2 separate regions of the Mus musculus genome follow, and region 1 is linked to region 2. A link is a contact called in public HiChIP or PLAC-seq data. All regions are on one chromosome and are shown on one strand. The core of a region is the stretch at or near the end of the contact, and the rest is flanking DNA. Distances in the headings are between cores, read along the strand shown.

Region 1 (7,554 bases), core at 3,676-6,175, 450 kb after region 2:
CCTGCTACGCCCAGCTTTTTATGTTGGTATCAGGATCTGAAATCAGGTCTTCATGTGTGTGTAGAAAGCACTTTACTAACTGAGCCTCCTCCCCAGATCTGACATCGCATCGAGTTGTTGTCGTGCTTTCGATTTGCACTACCCTACTTGTCAGCGGTGTTGCACATCTTCAGGCATCTGTTGCCTATTTGTGTGTTTTCTTCAGACGAATGAATTCTGGAGACCTGTCCTGCAATATTGCTCTTACAGTAATAAATGTGGTCGTATGCATTTGAAATCTGCTGAGCAAACAATGCCACGTTGTGTCTTGCCACAATAAAAACATACTTTGTTATTTCAAAGCCCAAATACTTATAATAGCAATTGGATGATCATGAGGCTCTGGGTTATGAAACTTTGTGTCTTAAAAGTCTCTCCCAAGGGCTAGAGATGGCTCAGTGGTTAAGAGCACTGGGTGCTTTTCTAGAGGACCCAGATTCAATTCCCAGCACCTACATGGCAGCTCACAACTGTCTGTAACTCCTGTTCCAGGGGATTTGACATCCTACACAGACATACATGCAGGCAAAACACCAGTGTACATAAAAATAAGTAAGTTATTTAAAAGTCTTCCCCATCCCTGGGCCCGTGAAACTAATTATACAAAGTGTCTGTCTATAGCCTCCATACAATCTATGGCAGGATGCAGGGGGAAGATAAAATACCTTCATGCAAAGCTGGAGCCCTCTCCAGAGATTTATGACTTCTTCAGGAGATGAACCAGCTACAGGCCAGCTTCTGGGATGTGAGATGCACTGCTTTGTGGTAGAGGAGCTCGTGCTGAGCCTCCTGGGACTCCACACTGATGACTTGTCGTCCCTAAGCTTCACTGTGTATCCTAGGACTTCCTGTGGGTCCTTTAAGAATTATCAAGGACTTGTTCAACCTAGACAGCTATGTCTCTGGGACAGAGGAGAGGACCAAATGACAGGGGGAAAAACTGAGAAAGCACAGAAGAGATGGAGCTAGAGAAGAAACCAAGAAGGGAGGGCCAGAGGAAGGGACCCAGCTTGCCCCATGTGCACAGAACATCCATTGGAAATTTCCTCTCTCCTCCATTATCACTTTTTCCGTGCTACCCAGTTCTTCCCATCAGCACACAAGTGTGCTGTTCACCATCTCTTCTTTAAAAAGCCTACGAGAGCCTATATGGTAGCTAAGTCATCCTCCCAGGCAGCAGCTTGGAACACTTACTCTCTCAGGCACTCCATGAGGGCCAGGGTACTGGGAGCCACTTTCCTTGTTGGTTATGACTCCAGGGCCTTAACTTCAAATGGGGCTTGAAGCTCAGCTGCATGGTTACTGGCAGGCTTCAGTCTCACTGCTTGTTGGCTGGCACATCTGTCATTAGGTAGACCTATCCCCGGGGCCACACTTGATACAGTTTATTGCTTCTCACAAAATGAAGCATAAGAGACAGAGACAGAGAGAGGATAAAAGAACATCCAAACTGTAAACTTCACTCTTCTATAAACTCTCCTCACATGTGACACATGTGACTGTGACATATCATCTCTTCTGCCACATGCTGAGGTCATGCACACACTAACCCAGCTATAACAAGGAAGGAGACTGTGCAGAATCGTGCATCCCAGGAGGTAAGTAGCTCCTCAGGTCCGCTCTGGAGGCTGACCTCCTCAAATCCCTTCCTCTGTCCTACATTCTTCTCTACATTTCTCTAGTCCCTGTAGAGAAGAACTCATGTTTTCAAACATTTTCTGTGTCAGTCAGAGTCTATGATTTCCTGTCCCCCATGCTCATTTGAATCCCTTCCAGCAAGACATTTGTTCCCACAACCCAAGTCTTGTCAAGGTCACCAGCGACTTTCACGTTACCAAATCCATTGGCCAAACAGTTCTCAGCCTTGGCTCACTTGGCTCGTATGAAACACATTGAGTCACTCTCTTTTCTTTGAACCATTCTCCAGATGACCTTCAAGATATGGCTCCACCCCTCCCTGATAGTTAATAGATATTTAATTTTAAAGAGTAAGAAATAGAGGCAAGAAATAGTTAGCAGTCACAGAGAAAATTAAACAAGCTTTAAAATGGTGCGGTTCTAGAAAAGAAAAGAAACAAACAAACAAATCCTGATGTTATAGCGCTGAAAATTGAACTCAGAGCCTATGCATACACACTTCACTGCTTGCTTATAGCCCCAGGCCACCAGGAAATGTAAAATTGCACAAGAGACGAGACACTATTAGATCTCATTGTTCAGTTAAATGGTGAGTAGTTCGCATACTCTGTCAACATGCAACTATAATCATTTCCCGTAACTATAATGAGACGATTGAATAAAGGGAACTTGAGAAGAGTTAGAAAAGATAATGGGTTGGTGGGGGGCAGAGGAGATGGCTCAGCTGTTAAGACCACTTTCTGCTCTTGCATAAGACCCACGTTCGGTTCCCAGCTCCCTCAAGAGAGCTACTATCTATCTGTAACTCCAGTTCCTAGGGATCCTATGGCCTTCTCTGACTTCCTCAGGCACACATTGTGGGGCAGTGGACCATGCCAGGACACTTGGTGAGGTCGAGTGGGTTCAGAAACTCTGGTACCCTCATACCTGAGCATAGTAGGAGTTTCATCTACTCCCAACCAGGTTCCTGTCCTCTCTCATCAAGAGACAGTCATCTCCCTTGGGGGAAAGCCTTTGTCATACAGAGCCCTGCCTCCTGAAGAAGGCCCTCTGTGCTCCCAGACGCTCATCCCCTGAGCTAAGATGGAACTACACACACACACACACACACAACCTGGGCTGGGACCCTTCAGCTGCTCACCCAACACCAGCATAGGATAAAATGTAGTCCAGTGCCTCCCATTTCATCTGCCCCAGCGAAGTTCCCACACCCCAGCAGTGAGAGAGAAACATGGAACCTCACACATGTAATGTATATACACGGATGCCAGCAGAAACTTCTTATGCATAAAATAACTAAATCTTTTTTTAATTGTAAGGCAATAAATTAGAATAGAGTGTGTGACACGTGTATATAATCTCTGCATTTGGGAAGAGTAGGCTTTTGAGATCCTATTAAAAAATAAAATAAATAAAACAGGAGAAAGGAAATTCTTAAACTAGTAACAGCAGTTTATACACATTAAAAAAATTGAAAGTCCTGGGGACAAATGGACACCCCAAGAATGAGTAAGAAAACAGACACAAGTCCACAGGCAGGTGGATGGCATGGGGAAACCAGAGAAGAACTAGAGTCAAGTTCCAGAAGAAGAAAGCCTTTCCTGGGGAAGAGAGTGACAGTCCTAGAGGAGGTAACAAGGCCACCTGCAGAGGGCTTCTGGTTACTGAAAAGGCACACCCAGCAGGGCAGACCTCCTAACAGTGCAACTCCCTGTGAGCCTGTGGCAGCCATTTTCATTCTAACAACCACAGAAGACAGGATTGCTGATAAGCGATGGGCACTTGAGTGATGTTCTAAGCCCTTCATGGTTGCCTCCCTGCTCTGCCCTCTATGTGCCCACTCTGCTGTGGCCCCAACACTCTCTCCCACTCAGTGGAAAAGGTGACCCCTGAGAAAGAGTGAACAGAGCAGTTCCACCGGAACCTGGGGTGGGGGGGACTCCAAGATGCCCTTCCAAACCTTTGCAAACCTGGGAGGTGAAAGGAGACTTGTGTGAGCCCTCCAGGGAGAGCAGTGAGAACTGAGTCTGTGATTCAGGAAGAAGAGGGGTTTGCTGGAAACCATCGAGTTAACAAAGCCAGGAACACTGCAGAGCCCTGTCCAGAAACCCATACTTACCTCTGAGGAGAGAAGACGGAGTAACTTCAGGCCTTCTCTTGTCTGTGCCGTCAGCAGAGAACCTGCATATACACAACAACAAAAGCAGGAGGAAAAACATCTTTAAAGAAGGACTCAAATTACAGGTTAAAATAGAAACTTAAATTATATGGTGCTTCCAAGAAACAAACGCCAAACAAAATGGTATCGGCCGGTTAAAAATAAATGCTTTTACCGGGCGTGGTGGCGCACGCCTTTAATCCCAGCACTTGGGAGGCAGAGACAGGCGGATTTCTGAGTTCGAGGCCAGCCTGGTCTACAAAGTGAGTTCCAGGACAGCCAAGACCATACAGAGAAACCCTGTCTCGAAAAACCAAAAACCAAACAAACAAACAAACAAGCAAAAAAAAATAAATAAATAAAAAATAAAAAAAAAAAAATAAATGCTTTTTAAAAAAAGGAGAACTGAGATTTATCAGGCCAATAAAGAAGAGCCAAGATAACAAGATACGTTTCAGATTGCACAGAATTCAAGGCATTGCATGGAACAAAGATCTTTCTGCAATGAAGTATAATCGGTTACACCCAATGTAGGTGTAACCGATCTCAAGAGTCCTGCTAGCCATACAACCTGCTCAATCTCCAGGGAGAGAAGCCCACGGATCACTGCGGTTCCTTTGAAAGGATGGTTCGCTCTGGAGTCACTGAAGGTGACAGGCAATGTTCTAAGTAAACCTCACAGGCTTAGCAAAGCACAGACTCAAGTCGGATATGTGAGAAAAGCAGCCTCTGATTGGTGGAAATGAAAGACAGAGTGGAGACCATGAGATCAGCGGCTGGTCCCACTCCTGCAACACGATGGCTCCCTGGTCCTTGCTTTGGTTCATACATTCCCCCAAAAGCTCATGGGCTGTAAACGTAACACCAAGTGCATGTGCCTGTGGTACACAGAGGTGAGGTCTCTGGGAGGGAATCAGGGTTAGACAAGGTCCTGAAATGACCTCTGGGGTAGGGTCAGTGGTTTGGTAAAAAGGAGGTCGGAGTCAGTACAGGTGACCTGAGTTGCCACATGACACTCTCAGCTATGTTATGATACAGAAACGAATCCCTTACCAGATGCTGACTCATGCAAGGCTGTGGTATTCTGTTACAGCCACAGAGAATGGATTAAGTCAATGCGGAGAGGAGAAATATCTGCAAGTGCCTGAGGGAGTAACTGACCTTGGACCTGGAGTGGTGATAAAGAACTGGAATTTCTGACACGTGTGTACATCCGCATCTGTGTGTTTAAAGCCGTCCATCCTTCTTTGCTGCTCTGAGCATCTCCCACTCTGGTCAGGCCCAGCAAGCCCGGCTTGTCTTAACTGCTTTTCTCTCACGGGCATGCTGGCTTCAATTTCTCCTGGACACAAACAAACCAAAGCCCGGTATCCCAGTGCCCTGGAGGGCTGGAATAGAAAGCTGGGGTCTGGCTCTCAGCAGTTGCAGGAGCTTGACCTAGGGCCCACGGCAGAGCTGAGGGTCAATAAACTCGGATGGAAAAACAGTGCAGGTGTTGACACACTGCTTTCCAGCTGACATGGCAGCTGCCATTGACATTCGGAATTTATTTTTCAGCCGTGTCGTTACCTGGCTGCTGGATTTGGCTACATGGCCCCTTCAAAGAGACGCAAGGCTATCTCTCCTTCGCCCGATTTGGCTTTTGTAAAGCACTTTGGTAAGTGGGATTGGATGGGCTCACTTTCCTCTGTCATTCCGAGTACTTTATTCTTTAGATATGAGATTACCGAGCAGTCTGCATAGGATTCACCCGATTGCCGGGCTGGAGAGGTGGCTCAACAGTTAAGAGCACTGGCTGCCCTTCCAGAGGTCCTGAGTTCAATTTCCAGCAACCACATTGTGACTCACAAGGGATCTGATGCCCTCTTCTGGCATGCAGGTGTACAGGCAGCAGAGCAATCACACACATAAAATAAATCATCGTCATCGTCATCATCATCATCCCCAGATTGCAGCGTGAAGCCAAGGTCCAAACAATACTAGGACGACTCTCGGGCACAGAGGTTCCATTCTTCCCGCTGCCCCTCAGCCCCTCTGAGAAAGCGCAGAGCCAGAGCTGAGCAGAGAGTGCCCCAGGCCTCTGCCCCACTCTCAGTGGGAGGGACGCAATCGTAACCAAGCTGCAGTTCTGGAACATTTGCAGACAGTCTTCTATGCTGCCCCTCTCTTGCCTTTTCTGTCCATCTTCCACTTAAATCCAATTGGATTTGAGTCCGTCCACACTCTTATTTTCATTTACAAACATATTTTAAACATATATTCATTTACAGATGCAAATCTGAGACTCTCGGGGTTTATTCTGTGTATACAGGAAGCATCATAAATAAGTGGAAAAAAAATAAGTGTTTTCTGAGATTATAACATATTCATTAGTTACAAGTGCAACCTATTTGCAAAAATCTGGAGCAAAGCACATGCAGTTTGAACTTTTTTTCTTCTTAATGTTGTATTGTATTTTCCTATATTGTTAAATTGTATTTAAAATCATTTCTGACTGCGTGTATGTCAAATAAGGTTGCAGTAAAATATATCCTCTCCCTGCTGGACATTAACTCTTCTGTGGGCTTGTGGGGGCTGGGGATATGGCTTTAGTGGTATAGCATTTACCCAGCATGCTCTGGGTTTCAGCATAGCAATAAAAAAATAAATAAAACCTGCTGTGGCAAACCTCGCCACACATATCTCTCTGAAAAAATTGACTTATGCTTTTCAAATCAACCCCTAAAAAGCACAAGTAACGGGTGACAAGCATGGTTGTTCTCCACCGTTCATTTGCTTACTAGGAGGATAGGTGACATGGACTCCAGACCCCCGACAGGAAACGAAAGGGCCTCTCATGCTTCCTCGCAAGCAACAGAACTGACGGCTTAAAGGGAAACTTGGGAAGAAGTACCCAATCCATCCTGATTTCCTGGGCCCCTTCTCACATCCCCTTCACAGCAATGCACGCCCCACCCTCATCTGAGAAGCCTCTGTTTGCACTAGATGGTAATTAACATACTGAGCACAGCTGGCCAGGCTACCGAGAATAAGAGACTACAGAAGGCTCAGCCCTAAAGGGAACATAAGCCACCACCCCACACCGGACATGGCTCAGGATCATTGCAGAAGAGAGACCAAAAGAGTCTAAGAGCCAGAAGCGGTGGGTGACCGCAAGGAAACAATGTCTTCAGACACAGTGGGGCAGCTGCATGTAGGAAGTCAAAATAGCTGCAACAGCATGCAAAAGACCTGTGTGGGCCCACGCCAGACCGAATCCCAGCATGGAGAGGAGAATACAATCCCACCCCTAGATGTGGAGATGTGGGTAATTATGAGCTATTGGGAAAGGAGACAGTTTTTTAAGAGTGTGGCCCCTGCCACATTGAGCACTCTGCAGTGGAAGACTATTTGGGGAGCATAAGCTGATCCTGACGGATTTAAAAGAAAATAGGAGACAAAGTTGGGTAACTAGGGATGGGAGGGGTGGATCTGGGAGGAGTTGGGGGAGGGGTTGCACACCATCAAACATGTTGTATGAAGATCTCAAAGAACTAAAAGGAAAAAAAAGAAAGCTTTGCTAATTTTAAAGACAAAATTGTCTCCAATTTTATTTACATTTCACAAAGAGTGGCGTTGCTTGGCTTTTTAACTGTTTATTAATTGTTGTGTATTCCTTGTTCATAACCCCTACATCACTATATTCGCTACTATGTGTTATATACTAAACCATTCACATT
Region 2 (7,146 bases), core at 2,336-4,835:
CCTGAAGCCATTTTTGTCAGGTATTCTGTCAGAGCAATGAGAAGAATAACTAACAATCTGAAGTTGTTGGAAACCCAACCCCAAGCCAAAATTCAAATAATATATTTCTTTTTTTTTTAAAGATTTATTTATTTATGTATGAGTACACAGTCACTCTCTTCAGATACACCAGAAGAGGGCATCCTATTACAGGTGGTTGTGAGCCGTCATGTGATTGCTGGGAATTGAACTTAGGACCTCTGGAAGAGCAGTCAGTGCTCTTAACCACTGAGTTATCTCTCCAGGCCCAATATATTTCTTTTTGGATGAAATTCAAGTTAGCAACTCAAACAGCTTTTTGTTTGAGTTGTATTTAACCCTGGCTGGCCTTGAACTCACAGAAATCTATCTGTGATAGAAGCCTGCTGCTGCTTCCTGACTATTTGATTTTTTTTTTTTTTTTCAAATTACCACTTCAAGCCAGGTATGGCTGTGGATGCCTTTAATCCCACCACTTGGTTGGTAGAGGCAAGCATACAGATCACTGTGAGGTCTATGCAGTGAGATGGGTCTCAAAAAAAACAAAAACAAAGCCAAAAGATAAATATTTAAACACAATACATTCCGTATTTTGCTCTTTCTTTAAAGTTTTGTTCTTGTTTTGGTTTTGATTAGTTTTTGAAGACAAGGTTTCTCTGTGTAGCCTTGGCTGTCCTGGAACTCACTCTGTAGACCAGGCTGGTCTTTGCTGGGATTAAAGGTGTGAGCCAGCAGCCTGTGTGGGTATGTAAACTTACTTGCCAGAGCAGATGTACTCATCACTGAGCAACCTCTTCAGTCCCAGGTACAGTAATGTTATACTTACATGCTGAGAGGAATGACAGTGGGAAAATAGTAAGCCTGTTTTTCTTTTATTAAACCATTATGTCTTTTGTTTGCTTGAGACTGATCTGTATTATGTAGTCCTAGCTGCCCTGGAATTCAAAGAGGTCCACCTTGCTTCTCCCTCCTGAGTGCTGAGGTTAAAGGCGATCACCATACACCCAGCTTTTAATGTTTCTGTAGGTTCATAAAACTTTCTATGTTCAGAAAAAAAACAGAAACAAACAAACAAACAAAACAAACAAAACCACGGTGATTGTAAGGGACAATAGCCTAGAGTCTGACCTGAGGCTATTCAGGCCACATTCCCTGGCAGAGTGTACTACAACAGCATGTGAGGTACCAGGCCTACCAAAGCAAGGCTGCAGGGAAGTCCTGTGTGATACCAACACATCGAAGATCTATTACGTGTTTGGTTGCGAATTATTATTATTTTAGCAGGGTCTCGTCAGGATCTCTTGTATCCCAGACTGGCCTCAAATTCACTATATAGTCAATCTCCCAAAGGGAGATGGATTACAGGTATGGGCCAGCAAATCTAGTTAATTCCGTCCAAGGGATCAAATCCAGGGTGTTGTGCATGCTAAGCAAGTACTTCGTGTTTGGTCCCTTGAATTAATTTCTGATCACTTAACATTCAGAAACTTTTGATTGCTAATGTTTGTGACTCCCACAGTTATGCAATCCCATATTGGATTGTGACCCACAGTTCACGAAAGAAAGATGCATAAAGCAAGAATTTCATTAAGAATAATGGATTGTCATCCAACCAGTGGAAACTTTCCTTCAAATTAAAAGCAAATGTTTCAGGCAGAGTCTATACATAAACAGATGTTGTGGAGGTTTACATGTCATTTTGTACTGAAATTTTACCAGGGATGAAAATATATGTGACTCAAAAATAAGTAATCTTGAAGAGAATCTTAAAGAAAACTGAACCCACTCAATTATTCATATATAAACTGCATTTTTTTTACCTCCACTATTTTGAATCAAAAGATCATAACAAAAATATTTCAAAAATGTGCTTTTTCACTCTACAAAATTAGAAGGGTAAAAAAGAAACAAAAATATCATTATCCAACTAGAGTAATAACTATCTTCTAAAATTCAAATAATCTTGCTTAAAACAAGATAACAAGGAAAAGTTTGTTGTTTATTGAGACAAGGTCTCATTCTGTGTTATGGCCTGGAAATTACTATGTAAATCAGACTGGCCTTGAAACCACAGAGATCCTACTGCCTCTTCCTCCCAAGTCCAGAGAAGGCATTTTCGGCCACACCTGCCTATCTTAAATACCTCTTTTTAACTGTCTAAGTGAACACACCCTATCAAGTTAAAGCCTATGGAACCCAGCAGCGCTTCCTAGCCTCTTTGGGGACGGAGAAGGGGGGAACCAGGAGCAGGGGCGAGGGGGAATGAAGACAAACAATGGAGGAAAAAAGGGGTGCTTTCTGATAAGTCATGTAAGATGATCTGTTCAGCTAGGCTGCACAACCAAACACACAAAAATTCAGATCAAAGCTAGGGTGCATACCACGGTAATATTTAGGTAATATCCTTTGCCAAAGCATTAAGGGGTGCGGGGCGGGGGCGGGGAGGGCGACGACCGGACTGACAAGAAGGTGGAAAGAACCTGCTAGACCACCTCTTATTAGAGCAGAAAGGCAAGAAACATAATCTGTCTGTATGGAAGAGTGGGGAAAGCAGTGCCCTAGATATATTGGGAGTATTCCTATAGATAGGTACACAAGCACAAAGACCTATTATCATGAACTAAGCCCAGAAAACAATGTTCAGGATGCCGGCGTACCGCCGCTACGTAAATAGATCACCATTAATCGTAAAAGAAAGTGTTCTAAATATACAGAGACATAAGAATGCAGACTCACACTTTCAATGAACAGACCCACTGGTTTTACAATGAGAAACAACGAAACACCAAAAGACCTGTTATCTGAAATAACACCAGAGACGAAGGGGTAAAGATGAAGTTATCTTTACACCTCTTTTCCTTCTGCCCTTTACGACGATCTCAGACGGTCTCATTTCACAGGACACACACCACTAAGGTCTCCGGAAACAAAGCAGGGTCACTAATTCTCTGGCCTGTGGGTGCACGCACGCCCCCCACCCACAAATGATGAGGCCGCCATATGACTTTCATTAATAAATAAGCCAACCAGAGAGGTCTCAGTGTGCCTTGCACGGTGTGACAACCAGGCACGAGACAAGCACCACAAAAGAAGGAGTGGCTCGGGACCAGAAAACCACTGCCACACCGCACCCCCCGAGACCAGCGTCGGTCCCCACCACCGACGCAGAGGCAGCGGCTCCTCCATCCTCCGCCCATCCCGCCTCCCCCGCCCGGGCCCAGCCCGAGGTGACCTCCGGGTGACAGCCCGCGCCGCCCTTTGTGCCTGTATGTGGGGACTAACCCACGGACCCCGGTCTCGGAGGGGGTGCGAGGCCGGCGCGCTGCCCTCAGCATCCCAGAGCCGGACCTGCGGAGCCTGCGCTTCAGCCTCAGCCGCGCGGCGCTCAGGCCCAGCCCTCCCCTCACTCACCCGGGCGACGGGCAGCGGGCGTGCGGGCGGCGGCGCCCGGAGTCAGCTTCTTGCGGTGAACTGCTAGAGCCGCGTCCGTGAGTCCGAGCCGCTGAGCTGGCGGTAGCGACTGCTTAGCTGCGGCCCCGGCGAGGGGCGGGCCCGGCGGGGGAGGGGCGGCGCCGCGCCTCTCATTCATGCCGCGGGGGCGGGGTGTGGGACCCGGATGCCCGGGCAAGTCCCGCCTCCTCACTGAGGGCGCGCGGCTTCATTGTCGGCAAGTGCGCAGGCGCGGCGTCCCTTCCGCTGGGCTACTGGCTGCTCTAGAGGATTGATTCGTGATGCCCAGCTATAAGGTTCATATCTTCTCCGCTGTGTAGTGTTTTCCGTGTATGTGGACGTTCGTAAGAGTTAAAAAAGTAAAGCTTCGCTTCTCGTAGCATCCGGCCCAAGAGTCCTCAAAGGTGAGGTACCCCTAGTTAGATCTTCCACCTGCTGCGCCTGTACAGACAGTGGAAGGAAATATATTTAAGAAACAGTGTGTCCTTTATTTAATTACATCTACTCATTACTCTCGACCCCCAGCTCCTATTCTACACTACAGACAAACTGACTCAGGATTTGGGAGCACTGAGCCCTTGCCTAAATTCTAGCAGGTCAGCGAAAGCATGCAGGAGTTCTCATAGCTACCACTGCTAAAACGGATTAGCAGAGGGTGTGGGTACCGCACCTCAGGCCTCCCTCCCTTAACTTCCCATTTCCCTGGGAGGTATTTCCCCCCCCCCCCCCGCCCCCAATCCTTCTATAAACCATAACTAGTTTGTGACTTTAAATTCATCATGGAAAATGCCCACCAGCCCATTCCTCCAGCTTTAGTAAACCATACATTTCCTAGGAAAGGGGAAGTAAGAAGGACTCAGAATGTTTAATCACAGACCCTCGACCCAACTTCCTCTCTCTCCAAATCAGGCCAACACCTGTGAGCTATTTCCCTTCTCTCCTCCCCACCTCTCCCCTGCCCTCCTCTTCCCTCCTCTCCCCCTCCTTCCCCCGCCCCCCTTCTACCTCTGCTCTCAGGATCCCTGCTGTGTTGTTGCCAGCTTAAAAGTCCTACCTAATTCTGTCACCTTGGCACATAGGCTAAGGCAGATCAGTACCGACATTAGGGTACAAAGCTTTCATATTCTTGGTCTCTTGTTCAAGGAATTGAAATAAAAGCTCTCACCGATGTGTAAAAGTAGCAAGAAAATTTAGTTGAAGCAAAGCAAGGGGGGGGGGGGGAGCAGCAAAGCAAAATAAAAAAAAAAAGAAAGAAAGAAATATTCAGGACACACTACAACGGAGCTGCAGGCCACGTGAGTGAAGATACTCAAGGGCTTGGATTACTATCTCAGGCTTTCTTTTACTGCATTCAAGAGAAGTGTCGCACAAACTAGAGTTGTCCGGGGAGAGGTTACCCCAGTTGAAGAATTACCTCCTTCAGGCTGGACTGAAGGCACCTCTGTGGGGCATATGCTTGATTAATGATTGATGTGGGAGGACCCACCCCTTGTAAGCATATCACCTGCCACCGACTGTAAACCTATACACACCAGGAATCTCCTTTGGAAAATATGTCAGTGGTTGTACTGGCTAGAGCTTTATGTCATATCCACACAGCTAGTGCTATCTGGGAAGAGAAGCCTCAATCGAGAAGATGCTTCCATTAGATTGCTTGTAGGTGAGTCTGCAGAACATTTTCTAGATTACTGGTTGACATGAGAGGGCATGAACCACTGTGGGTGGTATCACACCTGGCCAGGTGGTCCTGGTTGCTATGAGCAAGCCATAGGGCGCAAGCCAGTAAGCAGCACCCTTCCATGGCCTCTGCACCAACTCTTTCTTTCTAATCCCTCCTTTGAGTTCTTTTCTGACTCCCCTCAATGATGGCCTATTTATTACCTGTAAATGTAAGCCAAATAAACCCTTTCCTGCCCAAGTTGTTCTGGTCATGGTGTTTTATCACAGCACTAGGGGAGCAAACTGAAACAATGGTCTTGCTGGGAACAGGATTAGAGCTACTACACTGATCTGTCAGTCGAGACCTGCCCACTGGTGCAATAGCAATGACCATTGTGGTTTAGCTGAATACTTTCTGATTGGACTTGAGGCCTGCCTCACAGGGAGGAATTCATACTTGATACTGTAAACTTGGTCAAAAGCAAGTGGCTGGGGAGGTCACAGACCCTAGGGGCATCTAAGTACTGTTGTTCTGCTAAATGTTCATATTGTTAAGCTGCATCCTAAATATTTATATGTGTAACCATAGATTAGTGCTGATCCCAAGATTGGACAGAGAACCTTCTGTTTGCAGTGGCAGCAGTTAGTGCAGAGATCCATAAGTGGTCAGAGAACTAAGAATAAGTGACTATTGGATGCTTAGTCCTAAACAGGACATCTATTATGACCCCAAGGCTCAGGGAATATCATGTAGGAGGGGCCAGAAGAATGCAGAGCCAGTGGTGGGAAGGAATGTCGTGAAATGCTTTCTTCTGAGTGTGACACAGTCATGGCATTTGTGACCCTGTGCTTACCTGCGTGAGATTTAGCCAGTGAGCATCCTGGCATGGGTGGAGGGGGATTCACATCCCACCCCACCGCAACTGAGAAGCTCTTGGTAGTTGACAGCTGCTGGGAAATCAATTTTCTTTAGAAATACGTCTGCTAGTATGTTGCCTATGATCCAGTGAATGATACCCTACCTACACTGTTGTGGGGAGTACTTAATTAGGCTCAGTGAGGGGAGAGAGAAGAAGGAGAAGGGGAGGGAGGGGGAGAGGGAGAGGATGCATGTAGGTGGGAAGGAGATGGACTGGGGAGTTTAAGGGATGGGAGAAATTGAGGGGTGGATATGATCTATATACATGTATGAAACCATCAAAGAATAAGTAAAATATACTGCAAAAAACCCCACAAAACTCCCTTGTTTGGGGTCATCTGAAGACTCTTCCCTGGATGTCTGTCTTGTTGGATGTGGCAGCCCTGTGTTCTGTGTTTCCCAGTTGAGCTGTCTCTACTGATGAGGCTCCTCTCCGAGCACTAGAAGGGCATATTCTCCCCCTCTCTCTGAGGTCTGGTCATGTTGTCTCTGAAATGATGACCTGTCCCTGCTGATGCTCTCTTGCCTTAAGCCTGAGAATGGCCCTCCATGGTCTTGAGGCCCTCTCTCCTAATAAAGCTTATTCTGAATCAGTCTGCGGAGACCACTTCCTCCCTTGCCCCTTAAACCAGGACGCTGGGGGTGATCCCCTCCCTTCCTGCCTTTTGGACCCAGGCTTGCTGATGGCACCTTTCACTTTGGCACAAAGCAGACCTCCTCACCTTTCCCCTGGGCTGCTCAGACTCTGCAGCCCATTCTCATGCAAACCTATCGTCTCTCTCTCAAGCTCTCTCTTTAAAACTGATGTGCCTGTGCCACTCTGCTGTCTGGCTTTCTCATTTGCTCTTCCCAGTCTGGCACTTGAGCCTCATTTTGCAGCTGTTTCTAGAGCAGCACAGCACCTTTTCACTCCGCAACTGTTGCCGCTGGTCCCTCTCCTAGAAAAGCAACACTTATCTAGCAACACAGGAAAAAAAAAAAAAAAAAAAACCTGTTTCCTTTTTTAAATGCACAGAGAATTTTTAGAGCACCGGAAATGCCCTGAATGACACTATTATGATGGCAAACACAAGTCACACATTTGTGCAGACCTGTAGAAT

The links. HiChIP or PLAC-seq counts read pairs in DNA pulled down with a chosen protein or histone mark.
Region 1: a contact with region 2 is called in a FOXA1 HiChIP or PLAC-seq map of pancreatic cancer cells. The contact joins the enhancer-like site here to the promoter of Rnf24 in region 2. A contact is called at or near these places in 1 of 39 promoter capture datasets (embryonic stem cells), 1 of 484 Hi-C or Micro-C datasets (embryonic stem cells), 3 of 115 datasets of contacts at active chromatin or transcription factors (the NIH/3T3 cell line, embryonic stem cells and pancreatic cancer cells) and 1 of 9 other capture datasets (embryonic stem cells).

What each region holds. Positions count from the first base shown.
Region 1 is chr2:131,802,131-131,809,684 of GRCm38.p6, forward strand. No RefSeq gene overlaps it. Among named protein-coding and RNA genes, the nearest start is that of 5330413P13Rik, 42 kb to the right of the region's middle. Within about 2 kb of position 4,926, at least 34 of the 459 cell types and tissues checked have an H3K27ac peak or open chromatin away from gene starts, as enhancers often do. A contact at or near this core is called in the NIH/3T3 cell line and pancreatic cancer cells, where this site is marked.
Region 2 is chr2:131,349,307-131,356,452 of GRCm38.p6, forward strand. It overlaps Rnf24 (ring finger protein 24), which reads right to left and starts at 3,586. Exons shown (of 6, transcript NM_178607.4): 1 at 3,430-3,586. It overlaps Gm30590 (a long non-coding RNA gene), which reads left to right and starts at 3,526. Exons shown (of 2, transcript XR_374984.2): 1 at 3,526-3,872.